4 separate regions of the Mus musculus genome follow, and regions 1, 3 and 4 are each linked to region 2. Evidence: chromatin contacts called from public Micro-C and promoter capture Hi-C data. All regions are on one chromosome and are shown on one strand. The core of a region is the stretch at or near the end of the contact, and the rest is flanking DNA. Distances in the headings are between cores, read along the strand shown.

Region 1 (5,269 bases), core at 1,639-4,138, 980 kb before region 2:
CAGATTGGGGAAAGATCTTTACCAATCCTACATCCAATAGAGGGCTAATATCCAATATATACAAAGAAATCAAGAAATCAGACTCCAGAGAATCAAATAACCCTATTAAAAATGGGGTACAGAGATAAACAAAGAATTCTCAACCAAGGAAAATGAAATGGTCAAGAAGCACTTAAAGAAATGTTCAACATCCTTAGTCATCAGGGAAATGCAAATCTAAACAACCCCAAGATACCACCTCACACCAGCCAGAATGGCTAAGATCAAAAACTCAGGTGACAGCAGATGCTGGCAAGGATATGCAAAAAGAGGAATACTCCTCCACTGTTGGTAGCTGGTACAACAACTCTGGAAACCAGCCTGGCCGGTCCTCAGAAAATTGGAAATATATCTACCAGAAGACCCAGCAATACCACACCTGGGCATATACCCAAAAGATATCCCAACATGTAATAAAGACAGATGTTCCACTATGCTTTTTTGCACCCATATTTGTAATACCCAGAGCTGGAAACAACCTAGATGTCCTTCAACAGAGGAATGGATATGGAAAATGTGGTACATTTACACAATGGAGTACTACTCAGCTATTAAAAACAATGACTTCATGAAATTCTTAGGCAAATGCATGGGACTAGAATATATGATCCTGAATGAGGTAACCCAATCACAAAAGAACACACATGGTACGCACTAGCTGATAAGTGATTAGCCCAAAAGCTCAGAATACCCAAGATACAATTCACAGACCACATGAAGTTCAAGAAGGAAGACCAGCGTGTGGGCCCTTCTGTTCTTTTTAGAAGGGATAACAAAATACTCACAGGAGCAAATATGGAGACACAGTGTGGAGCAGAGACTGAAGGAAAGGCTATCTAGAGACTGCCCCACCTGGGGATTCATCCCATATACAGACACAAAACCCAGACACTATTGTGGATGCCAAAAAGTGATTGCTGACAGGAGCATTATACAGCTGTCTCCTGAGAGGCTATGCCAGAGTCTGACATATACAGAGATGAATCTTTGCAGACAACAATTGAACTAATCACAGGGTCCCCAATGGGGGAGTTAGAGAAAGAACTGAAGGAGCTGAAGGGGTTTGCAACCCCATAGGAAGAACAGCAGTACCAACCAACCAGAACTACCAGGATCTAAATTACCAACCAAAGAATACACATGGAGGGACCCATGGCTCCAGCTGCATATGTAGCAGAGGATGGCCTTGTGGGGCATCAATGGGAGAAGAGGCCCTTGATCCTGTGAAGACCTGATGTCCCAGTGTAGGGGAATTTGAGGTTGGGGAGGCAAGAGTATGTGGGTGAGTGGGGGTACACCTTCAGAGAAGCAGGAGGAGGGGGGATAGGACTGGGTGCTTCAGGGGTGTGGTGGGGGCATCTAGAAAGGTGATAACACTTAAAATGTAAAAAAAAAAAAATCCAATTAAAAAATGACTAAGAAAAAGGAGGAGGGGTGGGGAGGCTTCCTTGTTCCTGGAAGCATCTGTTGTGATCTCCTGGACAAATACCATGGGAAAGTGAGAAGAAAGGTCAATTGCAAAGAGTTTCGTGAATGGCAGAAGGCTTGTGAGGAATCCCTTGGGAAGGCAGTCTCTAGCACAGCCTGCCTTAGGTCCAAGACTGTCTCCTGGTCTTGCACTGCTCCCAACACACCCAATCCTAGTCACTGGGTTTTAGGCTTCCTATAGACCCAGATGATTCTGAGGGCATCACCAGGTACACCCTCCTGCCCTGTTGGTTCTTCATTCCTGCCCCTCCCCCACACTGTAACTTTTCCCTTATCTCTTCAATCCACTGAAGCCTGGGTCATGGAAAGCCAGAGTTCCCAGTTGCTGTGGTGCTGGACTGAAGAGTGGGAAACCCTGGAGTTTTTGGTACCCCAGGCCTGGGAACTGACTTAAGCCAGTTTCCTGTTCCTTGCAGCAACCCTGGACCATATAGGCCCAGGGAACTCACCATCTAGCCCGTTGGTGTATCCATAGCTCAGTAGAATTAACAGCTTCTGAATCATAAAATGATGGCGCTTGGTCACTGCTGCCTTGGCCATGGTTTCTTCTGACAGATGTGACTGTGGCTGCAGGGAGAATGGGGAAGTTAGCATGCCCCTGCTGTAGCCCCAGTGCAGACTAAAGCAAGAGTTCCAGGCACCTGGCTGTGAATTAGGGCCTTCTCTGCTCTGACCCTGCATCTCCCCAATCCACTTTTCCTTAAATTTCTTAGGGGATCACTCCTGTGCCTTGTGGCTTGGAAACTCCCTCTCTGCAAATCTTGGCCCCTCTCACACTGGGTCAAACTGAGGTTGCAGCTAGGAACCTGACTACTAACCAACTAAAAATCCTGAGGACAGAGTTGTACTAGGCTCCCGTGCCCCACCCGCGGTCCCTTCTTCATCTCACTCACCAACAGCTGGGCCCTCAGGGACTATTGGCAATAGTGTCAGGAAAGGTGAAGAAAGAAAAAAGTTGGTGTCTTGAACTGCAGCCTCTGAAATCTGCAACAAGAGTTGAAACATTTATGCGGGGCCACACCCACAGCCTTGAGTACCTAGAGGAGTTAACAAATCTTTGCTCTAGCCACTTCCCCTGATTCTTCTCTAGTTTCAAGTCAGTCTCCTCTGGACCATCCTTCTAGGATGGCCTGGGATCCCCAGGCAGCTGTTCCTCACTTCCCTCTGTGCTTCCCGTCTCTGTCTCATTTCTCCTCCCTCAGAGAAATTTTGTCCCTTCCCTATCACCCTCTCACGTCTTTTGTACCCTCAAATATTTGTTGTCCCACTGCTTTCCCACCCCCAACTCTCCTTAGTCCCTTCTCCCCATCCCGTTACCCTCACCCTCCGCAATAGCTCTGCTCACCGCCACCCCTCTTCCCTCCAAACCCTCCCGCTTCCTCCCAACCCCGCCCCTTCCGTCTAACCCCACCCCCTCTTCCCCCTCGCGCCAGCGAATGCTGGTGCTTTTCTGTTTAGCTCTGTCCTAGGGGAATCTAAGACCTCGTGAAAAGTTCTGCAGTCGCAGTTTTCTTCCAATTAGAAGCTTCTTCTGGGGCCTGAAAAGATGCTCAGAGGTTAAGAGCACACACTGCCCTTTTGGGACCCAGGTTGGATTTCCTGCACTCACCGAGCAGCTCACAACCTTCTGTGACTGCTGCTCCAGGGGATTCCAGGCAGGTTTCTGACCTCTGCACACACTGCATACACATGGTGTAGAAACACAGAGAAAAAAAAACTCATGCAATGGAGATAAAAATAACTGAATCTTTTTCTTTCTGTTGTAGAACAGGCTTCTGCATAGGGAAAGTCCAGGTCCCTGGCAGATCATGTGGGAGTCACTTTTTTTTTCCCCAGTCTGTTTTACAGCTGCACTGTATATTTGCAAAGGTGTGTGTGTGTGTGTGTGTGTGTGTGTGTGTGTGTGTGTGCTTACAGGGCAGAGATTAACCGTGTGTGTGTGTGTGTGTGTGTGTGTGTGTGTGTGTGTGTGTGCGTGTGTGTGTATCCACAGGTTCCATGCATGTTGCTTTAAGACACAGGGTCATTTACTAGCCCCAGCTGTCTGTGTTGGTAACCATGTCAGAGACCCAGATCTGAAACCCACATGTCCTAGAACTCCCTCTGGAGGCATTTCCAAAGAGGTGTCTTTTCTCTTAGGAGTTCCTCTTTTCTGACTTTCCAAATCCTTTGTCCACAGCTATACCATCAGCCCCATGCATTTATCCACTAATGTTACATCAGGCCCTTGGAAGCAAATTTGTGAATCTGTTCTCATTTGTGTGTGTGTATGGGGGTGTGTGGGTATGAGTGTGTGGTGGATTATTAGATAAGTACATATACAAGACAGAGGTGACATTTTGGTGAAGATTCACTGGTGCCATCTAACTTGTGGGTTATTCCAGGTAAAGATGCTCAGAGCTTGCCTGTGTGGGATGAGCCACAGCTAATGACTGCCTCTGTTGAGTCTGATAGACCCCCTATGTAGTCCCCACACATTGGCTTGGGGACTTCCTGCAGGGAACTCAGAGCAGCTGTCCCTCCTCCATGCTGAGGCTGATCTACCTGACTGAGGTGAGCATGTCTCTCCTATGGAAACACTCTGATGAAGCACAGTCACTCACCTTCTCTGTCCTTTGAGCTTCTTGCTAGAGTGCTCCCAGCTGTGTTCAAGTAGTTGCTTATGTGCCATTTGGTCTGTGGGTCCAGCTGTGAGCTGCACCTATAACGATGCCTTACTCAGATTTAAGTGTATTTTGTGTAAGAATTTCGCATGATAATATCCTTCAAAGGGTGCCATCTTAGTTGGCTTATAAGTATGTAAAAGTTCATATTATTTTAAAATTGATTCTATACAAGTGTGAATATATAGAAACCTTGAACTATGCCACCAAACAATTTAGGTGTGATGTTTCCATGTTTTAGTGAGTAAGAATTTACCCTGACATATCATGCTCCAGCTGCATCCTCTCTGTCGAGGGCAGCAGTGGTTGATGTGGACATCCAGGCTTTTAAGGCTGGAAGAGAAAAGCCTAAATTGTGTCAAGACTCTTTCTTATAACAGAAAGTACAAGAGGAAGAACCACAGAGACTGAGAAGACACAACAGTTAGAGGTGGATTGCTGATAAAAAGAATACTTTCATATAAACATGGAAGTCAATGATCAGGTTTTATGATTTCTTTTTTTTTTTTTTAAATATGGTGGTGGGTAGTCTTTGTTAACTTGCCACAAACTAAAGTCATCTGAGAGGAGGAAATCTCAACTGAGAAAATGCCACCATAAGATCAGACTGTAGGCAATTCTGTAAGGCACTTTTCTAGTTAGTGATCGATTACTGGTGGGGGTCCAGGCCACTGTGGAGAAGCCATCCCTGGACTGGTAGTCTGGGGAGCTATAAGAAACAGGCTGTGCAAGCCAGGAGTATCAAGACACGAGTCAGGACCCCTTCATTATCCCTGCATCTGCTCCTGCCTCCAGGTTCCTGCCCTTTTCGAGTTCTTCTCCTGATTTATTTGGTGATAAACAGTGATATGGAAGTATAAGCCAAAAATAAATCCTTTCCTTCCAAAGTAGCATTGGTGATGCTGTCACATCACAGCTATAGTAAATCTAAGGAGGATATTATATTTATATGTATATACATATGCATGTATATATAATGTATATGTAAAATATATGATTCATGTAATATATATAAATATATACCCCAAATTAGGATATTTTATATACATTCCTTTTTATATATTTTATATATAAAATTA
Region 2 (6,085 bases), core at 351-2,850:
GAACCACTGTTATAGCATAAGTTTCCTCGCCCTACCCATGATAGAGGCTTCTGTTGGAACGGGAGTGTGGGGCTCCCAGGGTAAATAAGCAGATGCCCTCTTGTGGCCAAAACGTGATGCACTCAGAATGCATCTGAGTGCTTTTCTGCCCTCCTGTATGGTTCAGATTAAGTCTACAGGTTGTACTATCTCAGTTTGCACTGCATGCAAGCAAGCGCGCTCGAGCAAGCACGCACACACACACACACACACACACTCACACAGGCCCAAAATTCGGCACATATCTTGTAAAATCAACAAAGACACAGCTTTTGTGGAACCCAAAATATTTGCAAACTGGATTGCTGAGAAAATAAAACATACATATTACTGGAAAAGCAAAAGCAAATATGTTTTATTCTATTTCCTGAAGAAGTGCCAGCCGGTACCACACTCCACCTGCATCTCCTCACTTTGGAAACACCAGGAGATGGAGAAGAGAAGCCTTGGTCTCATGCAGTTTGGGTCATTGGAAGCAAGCAAAATTGCTGGTTACAATGTAACTAACAAGTTACCCAATATTCTTAAACTTTAGTACAGAGTCTAAAGTTGTTTTTTTCCTCTAGAAGACAGATTTAAAATTTACCAGTGAAGAAAAAAAGTTGAATTTTTGAAGAAAAAACTTGGCATATAAGATATATTTATATAGGAAGATTGGAATTATATTATAATCGAGTTGTTTGTGCCTTGAAAAGAATAAACAATGGGCGGTTTGCATTTGGTAACCACACACACATCAGTCACTCAGCACACCAAACATTTTTTATTCTCAGTGCAATAATTCATAACATTAAATATATCTCAAGCATTTTACAAAATTCCCCAAGTGACTTAATTCTTCATAACTAGAAAAGAAAGAAAAAGGAAAGAGAAAGGGACATGAACCCTCATTTTTTAAGTTGTTAAGTTTAATGAAATGACATGAGAGTTTAATTTTCAGCTTCATTACTCAAATAACTGGCTTTATTAGACTGGGTATTCTCAGAGATATGAGGAACTATCAGATGATGGTCTAAAATAAAGTACTGGGCTTTTGTTTTGTTCCCAATTTAAGTTTTCAAGATTTATTTTTATAAACCCATGGAGCCAGTGGGCACTTTGTAGAGAGAAGGATGCATTTCATATCGTAAGAGTTCTCTATAACTATTACAATCTGTCTGAGAATTACAAACATTAAAACCACTGTTCCCACAGCTAACAACTTTCTCTTGAACATAGTAAACTCAGAGCCATTCCAGCTCAGACCAGTCCATTCATATGATAAACTACCTTATAAAATGCTACATTTTCCTTCATCCTCTCCCCTTTAGTTTTAGAAAATGGTTGTCTACAATTTGTCAACACAGTAAATACGTTTTAGTTTCCCAAGTGAATAGACTTACCTCTTCTTTCCCACTGTTTGGAACTTTGCAATAAACTTCCCCTGTTGATGGATCGTAAGAATCTATATATGAGTTACAGGGTAAAAACTTCCCACCTATAAAGTTCTCCAACATCAAAAGTTCCCTTTTTCCAGCCATGTTAGGAAAGTGCCCTCTGTGTACAGCAGCCCTCTGTGACTGCCCTCAGGACTTTGGACACCCTCATCTCACCCCCAGGCCCAGTGTCCTCATTTGCATATCCGAACCTGGGAGGAGGAGACCCGCTGCGCTTCAGAACTTTCCTGATTCCAAACTCGGATGGTTCTTGAAGGCAACTCATGGTCCATTCTGAGAAATGGGCACTGCATTAAACTAACATCAAGTTACATATGTACAATGTCTTCAGATTGTCCTTTCATATCAACTGTGTGTGTGTGTGTGTGTGTGTGTGTGTGTGAGATGATTTTATCGGCACTGCACCATAAGTGCCCACTGTTTAAACACGAAGTGCAAAGCATAAAGAAAATTGGCTCCACAGAATATTGTCCCATGCAGCAATCCTTACTTCCTCCTTTCTAGGGAAGGCATTGAGCCTCTGGAAGGTTACACAATGTGGCCAAGGTCACACATGAACACTCAAGTACTGACAGGAAATGAGAAGAAACTTTAGCTACATTTACACCTAACAGCCTGTGAGTCCATCTCAGGAGGATGCATCCATGTCCCTGTAGGGACTGGCCACAGGAGCAAGGGAGCCGTCTTCACTACCCGGCAATGCCGTGGTTTGAACGCTCAGAATTCGGGCACGTTTAACCCTCCAGTGGCAGTGTTTAAGTGGGCACTCCTGGAGTTAAGGTGCTGCTCACGGCCTCGGTGGTGCCTTCGAAACAGGCTATGGGTCATTTGTGCCTTCTGCCGCAGGAGCACAGCTGCCCTGCCTGGTGAGGAAGTGGCAGAGGCAGGGGATATTTACCATACACAATCTCCTCACACCAACATCATGGGCTTCCCAGTCTCCAGAACAACAAGAATTCAGGTTCTCTCAAGTGATCGATTTTCAGTTATTCTGTCACAGCTGAACAGACCAGCACATGGCCTCTGAGAGGACAGGACACACCACCGTTCACTCTGCTGAGGCTCCATGGATAACCAAACTCTCTTGTGCATCATAGCGCTTGTTTTGTATTTTGCAAGTAACCCTCTGAAGGTCTTGTTCCTTCTGTTCTCCATGTTGCTATCTCCCCATCCTTCCTGTACTTCACGTCTCCACCTACTGACGGCTGTCTGTCGTCTTTGGCGTCCCATTTTCACCACAGTGCATTTGGTGAGAATTTGTTCTTAACCGTGACTGGAAGAGGCTGCTTTTCTACCACTGGCTTTGTCTTTCACCAGTTGTGGAAATGTTTTGGCTGCTGTATTGCTGTGTTTCCATTCTCTGTATTTCTACCTTGTAGAATGTTTAAAATGTAAAGAGAGCATCTTCAATTTCTTACTGACCATGAATCTCCTCCCTCCCTGTCTCTGTCTTTCCCTCCCTCCCTCTCTCCCTCCCTCCTGGCCAGCTTCTTCCCCCTCCTCCTTTGACTCTGAGCTACACTCTCCAAATCTTGCCTCTACTCTCTGTCCGTCCCCCAGCCCCACAACAGGGCTCCTATGGAGCTGACTCCTCCAATGGCAGCACCTGCCCTGAACTCTGTTTCCTCGGCCTGCCAGCCAACACGCCATTCCCTAAGGTCCCTGCAGGCCAAAAGGCAGAATTCACCCTCTCACACTGGCCAGCAGGCTACCACTGCTTCCGGCTAGAAACAGAACAGAACTACGGGGGCTGCCTCCCACTCCCTCTGTCCCTTACGGCCCTATGAAACTTCTGTGCTTGTTCCTTTGAGCTTTTCTTTAAGATTGGAATTTCATCTCCTTCTGCTTTCCAAGAAAAAACAAATGGGGAAAACAGGAACCCATCTGCCAGAGCACACAACCACCTCATGGCAGAGCAGGCCCCTCGCCCCTCCACCTAAGCCCACCAAAGAAAAAACACACCTGAAGCCAAAGGTTTTCAGGGTTTGTTTAAATGCTTAGAAGTTCTCCTAACAGGAACACCTGTAACAATGTTTGTGCTTTTCAACCCACAATTTTCTCTCTTCTTTATTTAAATGTTTGTTTTTCTCCCTAGCATTCATGTGTTACCAAAAAATTATTCAACTCACTTTACATTTCCTTTAAGGTTCAAAAGTCATCTAATCTACGTCCACAGGTCAAATCAACTATGCTGATTACCATCCTTCAGTCCTTAATTGACAACCAGTTTCCTTTTATAGACAAACTGTTACTGCCTATCCTGGATGCATAATTAACATGATATTTTCTCCCTCCGCCATCCAAAGCAGACTTAAAGGATGCCTTCCGGGACTAAATTCCTCAAACACCGGTGCTTTTCTAGGATCATAACAGTCTCCCACAGCCCCCTGCAGACAGGTGTGTGGCATCATAGGCAATACCCCAGGCTCCTGGTTCTTGTCTGGACTCCACCCCACAGTTACCTGGCAGCCAGGTATGCTCCTCCCCACAGTTACCTGGCAACAGCCAGCGTGGCCCAGCTTACTATAAAAGGAGCTGCTTGCCCCCTCCTCGTTCTTTTACCTCTTACTCTCTTGCTCTTACTCTTTCTCCCCTGTTCCCCCTCTCTCTGCCTTCCCTTGTCCCCTCTCTCCACGTGTTCATGGCTGGCCTCTGCTTCCCTACTCTTTCCCTCTCTCTGCCTTTGTACAATAAAGGCCTTAAAACCATGGACTGACTCTTCTCATCGGGATCCACCATGCTGGAGCAATGGAGCAGGCCTTCCCCTAAAGAGCCTCTCACGGGAGGCCTCCCTGTGCTCCAGCCGCGGCTTCGGCCAACCCAAACCACTGACTGAGCAAGCCTAGGACTCTCATCCCCACGGTAACCTCTCAGAGCTCTTTCCTCCCTGCCCTTTTCCCTTTGGTCCCCCTCCCGGGTCCGCCCGAGGGTCCCCACCCATTCTCAGCTCTTCTTGACTTGAGAACCTGACATCCCTGGCTTCTGTGTGGCCCAGGGACCCCAGAACCGGCTCTTCCATGGCGCCCAGTGGCGTTTATGGTGCCGGAAAATCTGAGCCTAACTCTGGCAGGTCCGAGGGGACCCCAGACTGCACCTTTTCCCAACCCCAGAGCCGGGTCCTGCGGTTTCTCACGGCCCGACGCCCACCCAGTAGTTCTGTGTGGGTGCGCACAGTGAAACTTCCTGTGTCCAGCCTCGCCTAGTAGCCCTAGCCCCGAGCCAGCGGCCCCCAGCAGATGAAGAACCCCATTTTTGACCCACAGAACTGTATTAAAGGATAGTAGCATTAGGAAGGTGGAGAGCCGCTGCTCCAGAAAATAACTTTGTAAATCATGCCTGGCATTATTTTAATAGCTTCTTGCTTGTAGCTCTACCTTGTAAATAAATACGGGCATATGACATTTTGACCAGCTTTTTAATTCTTCAGCCAACACTCCACTCCAAGGAAGGAGGCTTAAAACCTATTTGAGCCATTTCAAAGCACAGGCTTCCTTGCAGGGCTACTGGGCCAGAGCTGACTCTGCAGCACTTAACTCCTTGCTACTGATGGTGCTGACTCGCCAGGTTTTTGCGTTTAACAATGTGCTATCTACTTGGGTAAGAGATTCCTCTACACATTTTGTTTAGATGATCTCTAAGGCAGTATGAAAATTCAAACAGCTTTAATTATATTATTTAATAATTTTTCATTATGTATTTTTTGAGGGGGGTTGTGAGTGCTGGGCTACATAATTTAAGCCAGGTTTGAATTCATGATCTTTGGTGAGTCTCATTAAATTTGTTTGCTTTTTGATTAATTCAATTAGAGATTTACCCAAAATTATCTTCAAGCTTGTTATGGTTGTGAGAATAAACTTATTCATGTAGTCACAATGTCTCCATACCTGGAATCAGTTCACTTATTTTAGCTATGCCATCTTAAGTTGTATTTTACAACTATAATTACACCACTAATCACATCTTAAAGTAGCCTCACTGAGGAGACCATGAAGCATCTTCAGGCAAGAGCTGGCCTGCTGCTCACCTCAGGACACCTGAGTTTTGATGAACACTTACAATTCTCAAGAAAGGAAAGTCATTAAGCCCCTTCATGTTGCTATCCATTTATGCTAAATTCTTAATTTAAAATGTTAATTTTACCATATTTCTAAGTATATCAAACCACTGTTTAGTAGAACCCCAAATTTCAGCACCCTACAATTCTCAGCTGTCTTATGTTCACTTCACACTGCTGTGAACATGTCCCAGGGAAAACCCCAACCATGGCCAGTGAGTGGATGGGTTTAGGGATTCCCCCGTACAGCCTTTTCCAGCCTGTCCCTGCTGTAGATAGAGGGTGTGAGGACACAGTGTACAGCCACCATGCTCTGTCTATAGCCTATCACTACAGAAGAGTCTATAGATCTCAGAGGCAAATGACAACCAGGGCAGGGCAAGCAAGAAAAGCAAGGCAGGCAGTGTAGGGATAATCTCTTATGCACTGTGTGGAAGCATCACCTGTCAATAAAAAACTGATGGCCAATGAGCTCAAGCAGAATTAGAAGGTGGGACATCCGGTAGAGAGATTGGAACTCTTCGAGTAAAAGGTGGGAAGATTTCCTTGGGACTCC
Region 3 (5,951 bases), core at 2,363-4,862, 550 kb before region 2:
TGCCTCTCAAGGGCTGGGACTAAACACATGTACTACTTACTGCCCTAGGGCTCTTTATCACTGTATTGACAGTAAAATACAGCCTAATTGTGGGGCTGTGTTTGCACTTTAATCCCAGCACTGTGAGTTCGAGGCCAGCCTGATTGATAGCCTGAGTCCCAGGACAGCCAGGGCTACACAAAGAGAAACCCCTGTCTCAAAAACAAATAAACAAAAGAGATAATGAAAGAAATATATAGATTATACGTAATGCCTTATATAAAAATAAATATAAACCTAATTAAATTACAAATTCAAAATATAGCTTTACCTTAATCCTCAGTCTTTAAATAAAACCCCTTAATTTTTTAAATTTTAGAAGCTGTGTGATAAATTCGTTATCTTATCTTCCTGAAAATAACAAAAATAAAAATAAGGAAAAAGAAGAGAAGAGAAAAGAAAAGAAAGGAAAGGAAAGGAAAGGAAAGGAAAGGAAAGGAAAGGAAAGGAAAGGAAAGGAAAGGAAAGGAAAGAAAAGGAAAAGAAAAGGACTCTCTTCCCAAATTCTTTTAGAGTTACAGGAGAACGCTGTAAGTGGGTCAAATTGTGTTGAACTAAATATTATCGGTAGCAGCAAGTCTATCGGTGATGAGTACAATCCACTGTGTGCATCATTACAAGTTGATCATGGGGCTAAGAGCACTGACTGCTCTTCCAGAGGTCCTGAGTTCAAATCCCAGCAATCACATGGTGGCTCACAACCATCCATAATGAGATTTGATGCCCTCTTCTGATGTGTCTGAGGACAGCTACAGTATACTTACATATAACAATAAATAAATCTTTAAAAAAAAAAGTTGATCATGTACATTACTGAACACCGAACCTATTCTAGATGACCAGTCGTTGAGCGTCACAAAACCTAACGCAGTTCTAAGAAGGTTCAGTTCCCTAGCAGGGAAAGCAAACCCATGGAGAAATAGGAGTTGGAAAGATTAAGTGATGAACGGGGCATCTTTTACTACAGTAATGCTATGGCACAGGATGGCACATGCCCCTGACTGTGCACCATTACACAGCTGCCAAAGCACCAAGAATGAACTAAAGCTGGGTAGAGTGGCACCTGGGTATGATCCCAGTCCTCAGAAGGCTAAGGAAGGAGGATGGAGAACGTAAGGCCAACCTAGGATACAGAATAAGTCCCCATCTCAAACCAACAAGGACACATTAGTCCCAACATAAACTACAGTGCTGAGTAATGATGTATCTATCCGCTGGGGATGCTGATAATGGAGAAGGCTATGCTCGGGGAGGGAAATGTAAATTATAGAAAATCTTTATACCTCTGCACAATACTTCTATGAGTCCCAAGCTACATTAAAGGTTGATTTTTTTTTTAATTAGATAACACAACAGGAGGCTGGTGAGATGGCTTTGTGGGTTAAGGCCCAGTGACCTGAGTCCTCAGGACCCACATAATAAAGGAGAGAGTGAAACTTATGCAAGTCACCCTCTGACTTCCATATGTGTGTTAAGGTGCATATGCAAGTACATACATACATACATACATACATACATATACACACACACACACACACACACACACCACACAAACACACATGTGCATGTACACACACAAATGCACATATGTACACTCGTACACCCCCAAAATAGGTATAATTTTAAAAGCATAACAGGTGTGTGGTGCAGACCTTCAATTTTATCCATAAGGCAGAGGAAGAAGAACTGTAAATTTGAGGCTAACAAGTTTCAGACCAGACCAGCATTACATATCGAGAACCTAATTCAAAAAAAGGAAGAAAAGAGGAAGAGAAGAAAGGAGATGAAATAAAAGTCTAATAAAACTTGCTGCTGTGTTTCCTACTTACAAGCATTATGAATATACATCTTTTTTTAAATTGGCACCTCTGTCACAAACACAAGAAAAAGGTTTCCAATTCCAGAAGGGCGGGCCCTCAGCAAAATAAAGAACTTACTTCACACCCAGGTTGGATCTCCCAGGAACAGGACTCCTCTGGAGGGAGCATCCCCCTTTGGAAAGCATGGTCACCCAGGCATGATTGACACATGGCCTCAAAGTCTGACTCCCCAGGGGGAAGATGCACCCCAGCAGGGCCAGTGTACTTCAAGTTGGGGCTCTGATGCTTGTCCACGCTGACCATGGGGCTCTTGATCCATCTTCGTACCTGAGAGTGCAGAAGGAGAGAACAGAGAGAGGCATTTGCTAAGGTTGTCCTTTACAGCACACTGCTGGGAGATTTGATGAGACAAAGACTACGATGAGGAAAATTTTGTCTTACAGCTTCTCAGTCCTTCCATCCATCTCTTCTAAACCGGTCCATGCTGGCTGTTCTTCCATCTCCCCAAGCCTCTCATCAATTCTAGGCCTACGATAATGATACTTCTCTTGTGTTGTAACAGTTACAACATTTTCTTTCATCTCTCATGTAACAGTTACAACATTTTCATCGTGCCCTATTGTTATTGTTTGCAGCACTGGGAATTGAATGCAGGACCTCGTGCAGGCTAAGTAAACACTATACCACCGAGCTAGGGCCTCAGTCTGAGAGTGTTTCTATTCTTAAGTCATTATCATTTTAAAGGGGCAGTGCTTATCTTGGCTTACAGCACAAGCAGATGGGATCCATCATGGTGGGCAAGGCGTAGAGACAAGTAGCTGCATAAGTGTGTGTGCAGCTAGGAATCCAGTCCAGGAGTCGAAGGAATGGGAAGCAGGAAATAGAGAGGAAGAGAAGTCCCAAGGCCAGGTACTGGAAAGATGGCTCCCAAGTTAGGAATTTGGACTGTTTCAACAGAAAATCTGAGTTCAGTTCCCAGCTCCCACATTCATTGAGTGGCTCACGGCTGCTGGTACCCTCAGATTCAGGGGGCTCTCAGAGCTCTTCTACCTCCCACATAGAAACAAAAATAAACCTTAACACCTTAAGGTTACTTGGGCGTGCTGATGCACACTTTTAATTCCAGCACTTGGAAAAGACAAGGATAAGTATGTGTTTTTCACTATTATAAAACCTCACTTTTTTTTTTTTTTTTTTTTTTTTTTTTTTAGTGAGGTTGTAGACAGGGATGGTGGCATGCGCCTGTAATTCAAGATCTCAGGAGGTACAGTTTAGATTGCTGTGAGCTCAAGGCTCTCCTAGTCTATATAGTTGAGTTCCAGGCCAGACAAGACTAGAATAAGGCCTTTTCTTTTAATACACACACACACACACACACACACACACACACACACAAAGAATAGTAGCCAGGCTTATTGGTTCATTCCTGCTATCTTGGCTACTTGAGAAACTGAGGCAGGAACACAGAAGTTTAGAGCCAGCTTGAGCTACTGAGGATGCTCCAGGCCAGGATGGGTAAGGAACATTTGAGCTGGACGTACAGTCCCTCCATTTGGGGGCCTGAGGCAGGGGGAACACTTTAAGACCAGCCTAAGCTACAAAGTAAGATTCCGTCTCAATAGCTGGGAGGAAGATGACGCTGGTTGGTGTGATTCTACCAACTGGGAAGAACAAGTTCAAGGTCAGTCTTTGCTTTGCGGGTAGTTCAATGCCATCGTGGGCTACTTGGGAGCCTATCTCAACATTCCTCTGTCAAAAGACTATAACAGTGGATGTTATCAGTACAATGTTTAGACTATAATAGACACAGCTGTAATCTCTGTTAGAGTCAGGGGTAGGTTTTTTTTTTTTTCTCCTGTTTTACAACATACAGTCTTTTACATTTTAAAAAATGTCAGGTTGCATCATAATTGCTGCTCTGGGCTATACTTTCATTTCTTAGGGAATAATTTTATCATTTGCAAAGGCTCTTAAGCAATTAAAACCATATTTCTCTACTTGTTTATATTTGTGTTTTAAAATTTTTCTTTATTTGCCTTATGGATGTGTCCATTCTCCTCTCTCCTTCTCCTCCCCCTCTCTTCCTTTCCCGTGCCCCTCTCTCTGAGAGAGCTTACTATATTACCCAAGGTAGCCTCAAACTTGTGACATTCCTTCTTGCTTTAGTTGTCAGAGGACAGGGATTGAAGCATACCTGACGTCATCATACCTGACTGAAAAAATCTCTTTTCTCTCCTTGTCACTGGTTTTTGTCCCTACTTTCCTTTCCTCCCTTGCCACCCTCCTGACCTCCTCATGCCCCTCCCCAAACTCCCTGCACTGCTCCGTGAGCAGTTGTGAGAGAAACAACCCCTGACCCTTCCTATACCAATGCCCCATCACTGAGCTGTACCCCAGCCCTGAGTTCTTTTCCATGTCTGTTAAACTATCACTTTTGGAGTCTTAGCAGGTATTCATGCCTACGATCACAGTACTTGGGAGGCAAGAGGACCAGCATGAAGGGAAGAAGAACTGATGCCCAAAGGTGTCATCCATCGGGGATGCTTTGTTACAGATGTGCCCACACTTACAAGTCACACTCGCTCACAAGGCACACTCATACAGACACTCACAAGATGTACTCACAAAGTGCACTCACTCACAAGGCACACTCAACAAGCTGCACGCACAAGGCATACTCACACAGGCACACCTACACAGGCACATACATTCACACAGACACACCCAAACACACCATATACGCATACACAAGGAGAAATAAAAATGTTTAATTAAGGCTTAGGGGTACAGCCAAGTGCAGAGTGCTTACTCTTCCTGTGTAAGGGTTGGTCCCAGCATTATAAAAGAAAGAAGTTTGTCTGTTTCATGAGTGCAGTCTAAAACCTAAGATTCTGGGACTAGAATAGAATCTCTATCCTTGATCTAGTCTCAAGTGTGATTTTGTGTTGGAGTTTTAGGCAGCAGTAGTAGATTGCCTCTGTGGCCCCTTGAATGCTAGGCAAATTCCCTACCACTTAGCTACGGCCCTAGCCTTTCAAATGTGTTTCTGATCAACCTAGAAATTACTAAGTTTTATTTCAAATGGAAAATATTTCTTCTTCTTCTTCTTCTTCTTCTTCTTCTTCTTCTTCTTCTTCTTCTTCTTCTTCTTCTTCTTCTTCTTCTTCCTCCTCCTCCCCCTCCCCCCTTCCCCTCCCCCTCCCCCTCCCCCTCCCCCTCCTCCTCCTCCTCCTCCTCTTCCTCCTCCTCCTCCTCCTCCTCCTCGTCTTCTTCTTCTTCTTCTTCTTCTTCTTCTTCTTCTTCTTCTTCTTCTTCTTCTTCTTCTTCTTTTTCTTCTTCTGGCTTTAAGCTTGAAGCTGGTAACGTTTCCTGCTTTATTTCCAAACTTCAATTTGAAGTTAATCTTTTTCCTCTGGATTTCTTGCCATCCCTTTTACCAAGTCTATTTAGCTTTGCAGGGATGAGGTACAAGATGTGAGCTGATCTGTCTTCCATTTTATTCACAAGTCGCAGGGTCTGACTACAATTATTCTTGGAGTGTGAAAGTGTAAATCTCCCCTTGCCGCTACGAACACTGAATTATAATTTTTTTTAATTAGGTATTTTCCTCATTTACATTTCCAATGCTATCCCAAAAGTCCCCCATACCCTCCCCCACTCCCCTACCCACCCACTCCCACTTTTTGGCCCTGGCGTACCCCTGTACTGGGGCATATAAAGTTTACATGACCAATGGGCCTATTTTTCCAGTGATGGGCTACTAGGCCATCTTTTGATACATATGCAGCTAGAGACAAGAGCTCCGGGGTACTGGTTAGTTCATAATGTTGTTCCACCTATAAGTTTGCAGATCCCTTTAGCTCCTTGGGTACTTTCTCTAGCTCCTCCATTGGGAGCCCTATGATCCATCCATTAGCTGACTATGAGCATCCACATCTGTGTTTGCTAGGCCCCGGCATAGTCTCACAAGAGACACTGAATTATAATTTGAGGTGTTAATATATAAGACAGGACATGAAGCAGGGTTCTTCCAGGGTTGAAGGCCCCTGTTTCCACCAACCTGAGGCCAGTGCTGGGCAGTAAAGGTGGAAC
Region 4 (5,471 bases), core at 1,489-3,988, 930 kb before region 2:
GTAGCAGCTGTTTAGATAGATTAAGGAGGTGTAATCTTACTTAAGGAAGTGGATCATTGGGAATGTGGCTCTGAAACCCAAAAACCTATGCAATTCCCATTTCTCCATCTCTGCATCTTGCTTGAGGTTTATGATGTGAGCTCTCAGCTCGCTGCCCCAGCCATCATGCCTGCCTGCTGCTGTGCTCCCTGCTGTGATGGTGATGGACTCTTGTCCCTTTGAAGCTATCTGCCCACAACATCTTCCTTCTTTATGGTGTTTTATCATAGCAATAGAAAATAACTAATACAGCAATGATGTCAAAATTGAAGTATTTGTAGGTCACAGAGTCTCAGTTACACCTGTTCATCTCTATTCTTGTAGGTTGAAGGCATTCTGAGATAATACACCCATGAGGAGCAAGACTGGATTTCCTTCTAGTGTTCCATAGCCTGGAACAATCTATCAGCAAGAGGAGTTAAGCCTAGGAAATGGCCCAGAGCAGTTTGTAATTGGAGCATCACCTTGCTTGGGTAGAAGCCAGCCTGGATCCTGAGGTGATAATGGGCTCTGGGACAGAGTGGCATTTGGTTTGCGGGCTATTGGAAGTACCATCAGGCCTCAGGAAGGCATCATGAGATGAGCTATTTCCCACTAGGGTATTAGATGGACATATCACAGTCAGACAAGGTATCCAGAATTGAGACACTGATGCAGAAAATCAACAGGTCCCTCATGTGTTCAGAGCTCCCTAGGATAAAGGGACAAGGACTCTTGACTGACAGAGCATCTAGTGTTCTCCAGATGGTTGTAAATCTTATCTCATCTTCTCTCACCTAGAAAAAAAGACTGAGGTCAGTTCTCCACCTCTCCCTGGGCAAGCACTTCAGGCTTTAAGGAGAGTCCTCTGTGCCCCATGGGATCCAAAGAATGCATTGGACAGCCATGGAGAGACCAAAAGACCTTTAAACCCAGGACCTCCTTCTGTTATTTCTAGCTGACCCAGATTCACAGGCAGCATAGAACCCAGTGCTGCCTGGAAAAGATGTAGTTATCAGAATACTCTTGAAGACACTCTGGGGGGATGGGCACCAATACTGGTCCATGGGAAACACCCTAATCTAGGTTTGAGGACAAGTCTGCTGCTCAGCCATCAGATTGTTGCCTTCTGCCACTGTCACACCAAAAGCAGAACTGAGTAGTTGATGCAGAACTAGAAATATAGTGAGGCCCACCAGACTGAATAAAAACTTAGTGTTGACGTTTACAGAACTAAAGAAGCCACTCCTGCCTAATGAACACCATTATCTGATGCTATCTAGCCAGGAGGTAGATTACATGGGGCCTGGGAACAAGGGCAGAGGTTTCCATAGGTCCCCATCCAGAATCATTGCCAGGGGCCTCCAGAGGACAAGGTGTTTCAGCTCCTAATGAGTGGTCTTTGGGCAGGAGATTGCCGTCTGCTACATGAGGGTCTAAAAGACACTCAGTGGATAGAAAAGTGAGGAAGGCTAGAAAGGTAGGGAAGGGAGAGCAGGCTGGTGGCTGAAGAGTCACACAGACACTGAAGCTGAGCCTGGTGGCACACACCTGTAATCCCAGCATTTGGTTGAACACAAGAGACAAGGGATTGTTTCTGATTCTACAGTGAGAGTGGTAGTGTGAGGCCTTGCCTAAAAACAAAACATCGAAACGAAAGGAGGAGATGAAAAAAACAGGGGTGTAGGGAGTAAAAGTGAGAAAGTGGGTGGTGTGGCTACCTTGTCCCTCAAAGTACCTGTTGTGACCTGCTAGAAGTACCACAGGATGGTGGGAAAGAAAGTTCAAGGACAAAGAAGTCCCTGTGTGGGGCTTGGGAGGAATCCAAGGAGAAGGAAGTCTTCAGAGCATAGCCTGCCTTACATTCTAGCATTGTCCCCAGTATATCCAGTCTGGTGACTGGTTTAATCTCCCTGCAGACACCAGGTGTCGGGGGCATCACCAGATGCTTGTTTCTGCCGGCTGTGCAATTTATCCATGTAATTCCTCCCACACCATCCCTGCCATAACTTTTTCATGACTTCCTTCTTCAAACCACTGAAGACCGGGTGGTGTGGAACTATGGAGAGCCAAGGTGCCAAGTCACTGAAGGAAAGAAAGAGAATTCTAGCAGCTTCCCTGTAGCCCAGATGTGAGCTTCCTGACTTAAACTAGGTCCATGTTCTGTTACTCAACCCCCTCCCTGTAGACCCTGAGTACTCACCATCTGCCAGTATGGTCCCCAGATAGCTCAGCAGAATGAAAAGGCTCAGAATCAGGCAATGGTTGCTCTTGCTGGTGGCTCCCTTTGCCATGGTCTTCCCTCAGACCCTGCTTGCCTATGGTGTGACTGGAGCTGCAGAGAGAATGGGGGATTCCACAGTACCAACCCCCCCCCCCCACACACACACACACACACTCCCAGCAGGCAGAGGACACTGCTCAGAGAATTCTGAAGAAAATCCAGGCTGTGGATTAGGCTGTGAACTATATGTATGTTTGCTCCATCTTTTCCTATTGGTCTCAGGGAATCTCTCTAGGAACCTGATGCTCTGATCATCCCTTCCAGGGACCAAGGCCCATGTCACTCCAGGGTTTCTGGGGGTGGTGACTGTTTTGTAGGGCTCCCACACCCCACCGTCCCTTCATCTCACTCACCAGCAGCTGGGCCTTTAGAGTCCCTTGGGAACAGAGTAAAGAAACAGAGGATGAAGTGGGTGCCTTCACCTTGATTTGCTGAGGCCTGCAACCAGAGAGTGAGAGAAATTTATACCAGGCCAGTCCCCATCCGGTGCCAGGCCCCATGCACAGCGTCACTTCTGGGAGGTCCTCACTTAGCATGAGCTCATCAAAGTAGGTGGCCCTGAATATTGCCTGTAGGAGTTTCCCCTAGCTTGAGACACGCCCTGTTTCCCTCAGTCCTTCAGACTCCTCTCCCTCACTTCCTCTTTTCTTCTCCATCTCAGACTCTTTCTTTGCCCCTCCAAGTCCCTTCTTCATCACCCCCTGGCACAGACTCACGGATTCTTTCCTGCCCCATTGCTTGCCACTCTTGCCCTCCCCTCATAGGCAGGCTCCCTTCACAGCCCCATTTCCTTCCTTCTAGTCTCTCTTGAAGACAATTACTCGCTTGTCGGGAAGGAAGATTGAGGTTTTCCCCTTAGCTCTGTGACACTAGAACCATAGACCTTGTAGAAAGTTCTGCAATCAAAAACTTTTTTGCACTTAAATTGTCTTCTGGGGCCTGAAGAGATACTCAGAGGTTGAGAGGACCTGCAACTCCTTTCAGGTACCCAGATCAGATTCCCAATGCACCTACAACAGCGCCCACCCTCAGGTTTTCTTCTCTTTTGTTTGGTTTCTCTGTGTAGCCCTGGCTGTTCTGGGACTTGCTCTGTAGATCAGGCTGGCCAAGAAACCAGAGATTCACTGCCTGTGTCGCTAGAGTGCTGGGGTTCAAAGTATGTGCCACAATGCCTGGGTAATAATAACTGTCTGTAACTGTAGCTCCAGGGAATTAGATTCAGGCTTCTGGTTGTCATGGGCACTGCACAAACATGATGTAGTCATACACAGGAAAAACACTCATGTACATCAGTCAAAAATGAAGGAAATTTTTCTTTCTGTTGCAGAACAGTCTTCTGCCGGAGAAACGTACAAATCCTTGACAGAACATGTGTGAATCAGGCCTTTTTAGTGTGCTTTTGGCTGTGAACTGTATGTTTGTTAAGGGGTGTGTGTGTGTGTGTGTGTGTGTGTGTGTGTGTGTGTGTGTGAGAGAGAGAGAGAGAGAGAGAGAGAGAGAGAGAGAGAGAGAGAGAGAGAGAGAGAAATGTGCCTGTCTGTCTGTCTGTCTGTCTGTCTGTCTGTCTGTCTATCTGTAGTGGGGTGTTGGATGTGTAAATATATAGGACAGAGATTAACTCTGGGTGAAGATTCACTGGTGCCATCCAACTGTGGGTAATTCCAGGTAAAGAACTTGGGATGCTCAGTGCTTGCCTGTGTGGGATGAGCCACAGCTAATGACAGCCTCTGTTGAGTCTGACAGACCCCCTATGTAGTCCCCACACATTGGCTTGGGGACTTCCTGCAGGGAACTCAGAGCAGCTGTCCCTCTTGCATGCTGAGGCTGATCTACCTGACTGAGGTGAGCATGTCTCTCCTATGGAAACACTCTGATGAAGCACAGTCACTCACCTTCTCTGTCCTTTGAGCTTCTTGCTAGAGTGCTCCCAGCTGTTTTCAAGTAGTTGCTTATGTGTCATTTGGTCTGTGGGTCCAGCTATTAGCTCACAAACATCCACAGCACAGTGGTGTACAGATCTACATATGAACAAATCACTTGTGAGCATACAGTAAAATACATAAATCTAAAACTTAGAAACTCTGTTGACTCTCTGAAGGCCATCATATTTCAGTATGAGCATGTTTTCCCCCACCCACGTGGAGAATACTAACAATTACATACAGTCAATTGATGACTTTGATTAGTATGACAATCAAACAATTATAACAATATTCCTTGTAATCAGTGAACTCAGTATGTGTCTCCTGCAATGTCTTGTCTTTGTTGACAGTTTTGCAAACCCAGATCTTCTACCACTTTGGCTGGGTTTTTGGTAAGTATTTAATTCTTTTTGATGTTACTGACAGTTAAACAGCTCTCTTAATTTTCTGATCATTGGTTATTAGTGTGTGGAAATACAACTGATTTTCTTGTTTGCTGATTTTTTTAAATTCTACAACTTTATAGTCGATTTATTACTCCTAATTTCACTTTGTTGGGCTCTTCAGCGTTTTCTAACTTTACTGTCACGTCATATGGGAGGAGGGACTCCTTAACTTCTTCCTTTCCAGTCTGGGAGCATTTCATTACTTTTTTTAGGCAATTACTCTAGCAAGGACTCTAGTGCCATTTCGAGTTCAGGTTGTGAGCGTGGGCATCTTCCTGGGCTCAGCCTCTCCTTGTTAATTATGTTGTTCACTGTGTTACATTATAAGTCTTGTGAGTATGTGTGTGTGTGGACAGGCTTTTCCATACTTAGTATACTGACAGACTTCATTAGAAAGTATGTAGACTTTTGACCTCCTTTTCTGCATTCCTTGAGGGATCATGAAACTATGCCCTTCATTCTCTTCAAGTGGTGCATCACATTTACTGACTTGGGTACCACTGATCCTTCCTCGCTCATGGATGTCTTAATGAGGGCAGGGGTCTCCAAGGATAAAGGATCCAGGGTCTGCACTGAGTTGTTTCTCCTTCTCTGGTTTTCTTTTCTATTGTATCTATGCTTTCTACTTTTGTAGATTATTCTCTTATCTTTACATTTTTATCTTCTCTTTTTGAGAGGTTACTTAGTCCTGGATATCTTTTTAGAGTGTACATTAATGTGGTTGACTAGAAACCTTACTTATTTGAATGTAATCATTTATTGTTTTACATTTCATTTTAACCATCCTTTCACCTGTATATG

What was found. Promoter capture Hi-C pulls out the DNA fragments that hold promoters and counts their contacts. Hi-C and Micro-C count contacts between places; a contact is called where the count stands out from the background.
Region 1: a promoter capture Hi-C map of embryonic stem cells shows a contact between it and region 2, with 20 times the contacts expected there. The contact joins the promoter of Raet1d here to the promoter of Aldh8a1 in region 2. A contact is called at or near these places in 6 of 39 promoter capture datasets (the 3T3-L1 cell line, cranial neural crest, embryonic stem cells and 2 more).
Region 3: a Micro-C map of granulosa cells shows a contact between it and region 2, with 2.2 times the contacts expected there. The contact joins the enhancer-like site here to the promoter of Aldh8a1 in region 2. A contact is called at or near these places in 16 of 39 promoter capture datasets (the 3T3-L1 cell line, 3T3-L1-derived adipocytes, the C10 cell line and 9 more), 3 of 484 Hi-C or Micro-C datasets (the 3T3-L1 cell line, the AtT-20 cell line and granulosa cells), 3 of 115 datasets of contacts at active chromatin or transcription factors (VIP interneurons, astrocytes and pancreatic cancer cells) and 3 of 9 other capture datasets (embryonic stem cells, liver and macrophages).
Region 4: a promoter capture Hi-C map of embryonic stem cells shows a contact between it and region 2, with 6 times the contacts expected there. The contact joins the promoter of C920009B18Rik here to the promoter of Aldh8a1 in region 2. A contact is called at or near these places in 2 of 39 promoter capture datasets (embryonic stem cells and hippocampal neurons) and 1 of 115 datasets of contacts at active chromatin or transcription factors (astrocytes).

What each region holds. Positions count from the first base shown.
Region 1 is chr10:22,359,513-22,364,781 of GRCm38.p6, reverse strand. Raet1d (retinoic acid early transcript delta) reads right to left here and starts at 2,888. Exons shown (of 7, transcript NM_020030.2): 1 at 2,873-2,888; 2 at 2,421-2,511; 3 at 1,977-2,094. The coding sequence starts at 2,067.
Region 2 is chr10:21,372,815-21,378,899 of GRCm38.p6, reverse strand. Aldh8a1 (aldehyde dehydrogenase 8 family, member A1) reads right to left here and starts at 1,600. Exons shown (of 7, transcript NM_178713.4): 1 at 1,422-1,600. The coding sequence starts at 1,559. It overlaps Gm33803 (a long non-coding RNA gene), which reads left to right and starts at 4,142. Exons shown (of 3, transcript XR_380156.3): 1 at 4,142-4,337; 2 at 4,974-5,072.
Region 3 is chr10:21,924,577-21,930,527 of GRCm38.p6, reverse strand. Sgk1 (serum/glucocorticoid regulated kinase 1) reads right to left here. Exons shown (of 14, transcript NM_001161845.2): 2 at 1,977-2,186. Among named protein-coding and RNA genes, the nearest start is that of Gm46215, 45 kb to the right of the region's middle. Within about 2 kb of position 3,612, at least 1 of the 459 cell types and tissues checked has an H3K27ac peak or open chromatin away from gene starts, as enhancers often do. A contact at or near this core is called in granulosa cells, where this site is marked.
Region 4 is chr10:22,304,049-22,309,519 of GRCm38.p6, reverse strand. It overlaps C920009B18Rik (RIKEN cDNA C920009B18 gene), which reads right to left and starts at 2,738. Exons shown (of 3, transcript NR_015465.3): 1 at 2,656-2,738; 2 at 2,222-2,353; 3 at 1-815. It overlaps Gm26740 (a long non-coding RNA gene), which reads left to right and starts at 3,138. Exons shown (of 8, transcript XR_003948845.1): 1 at 3,138-3,286.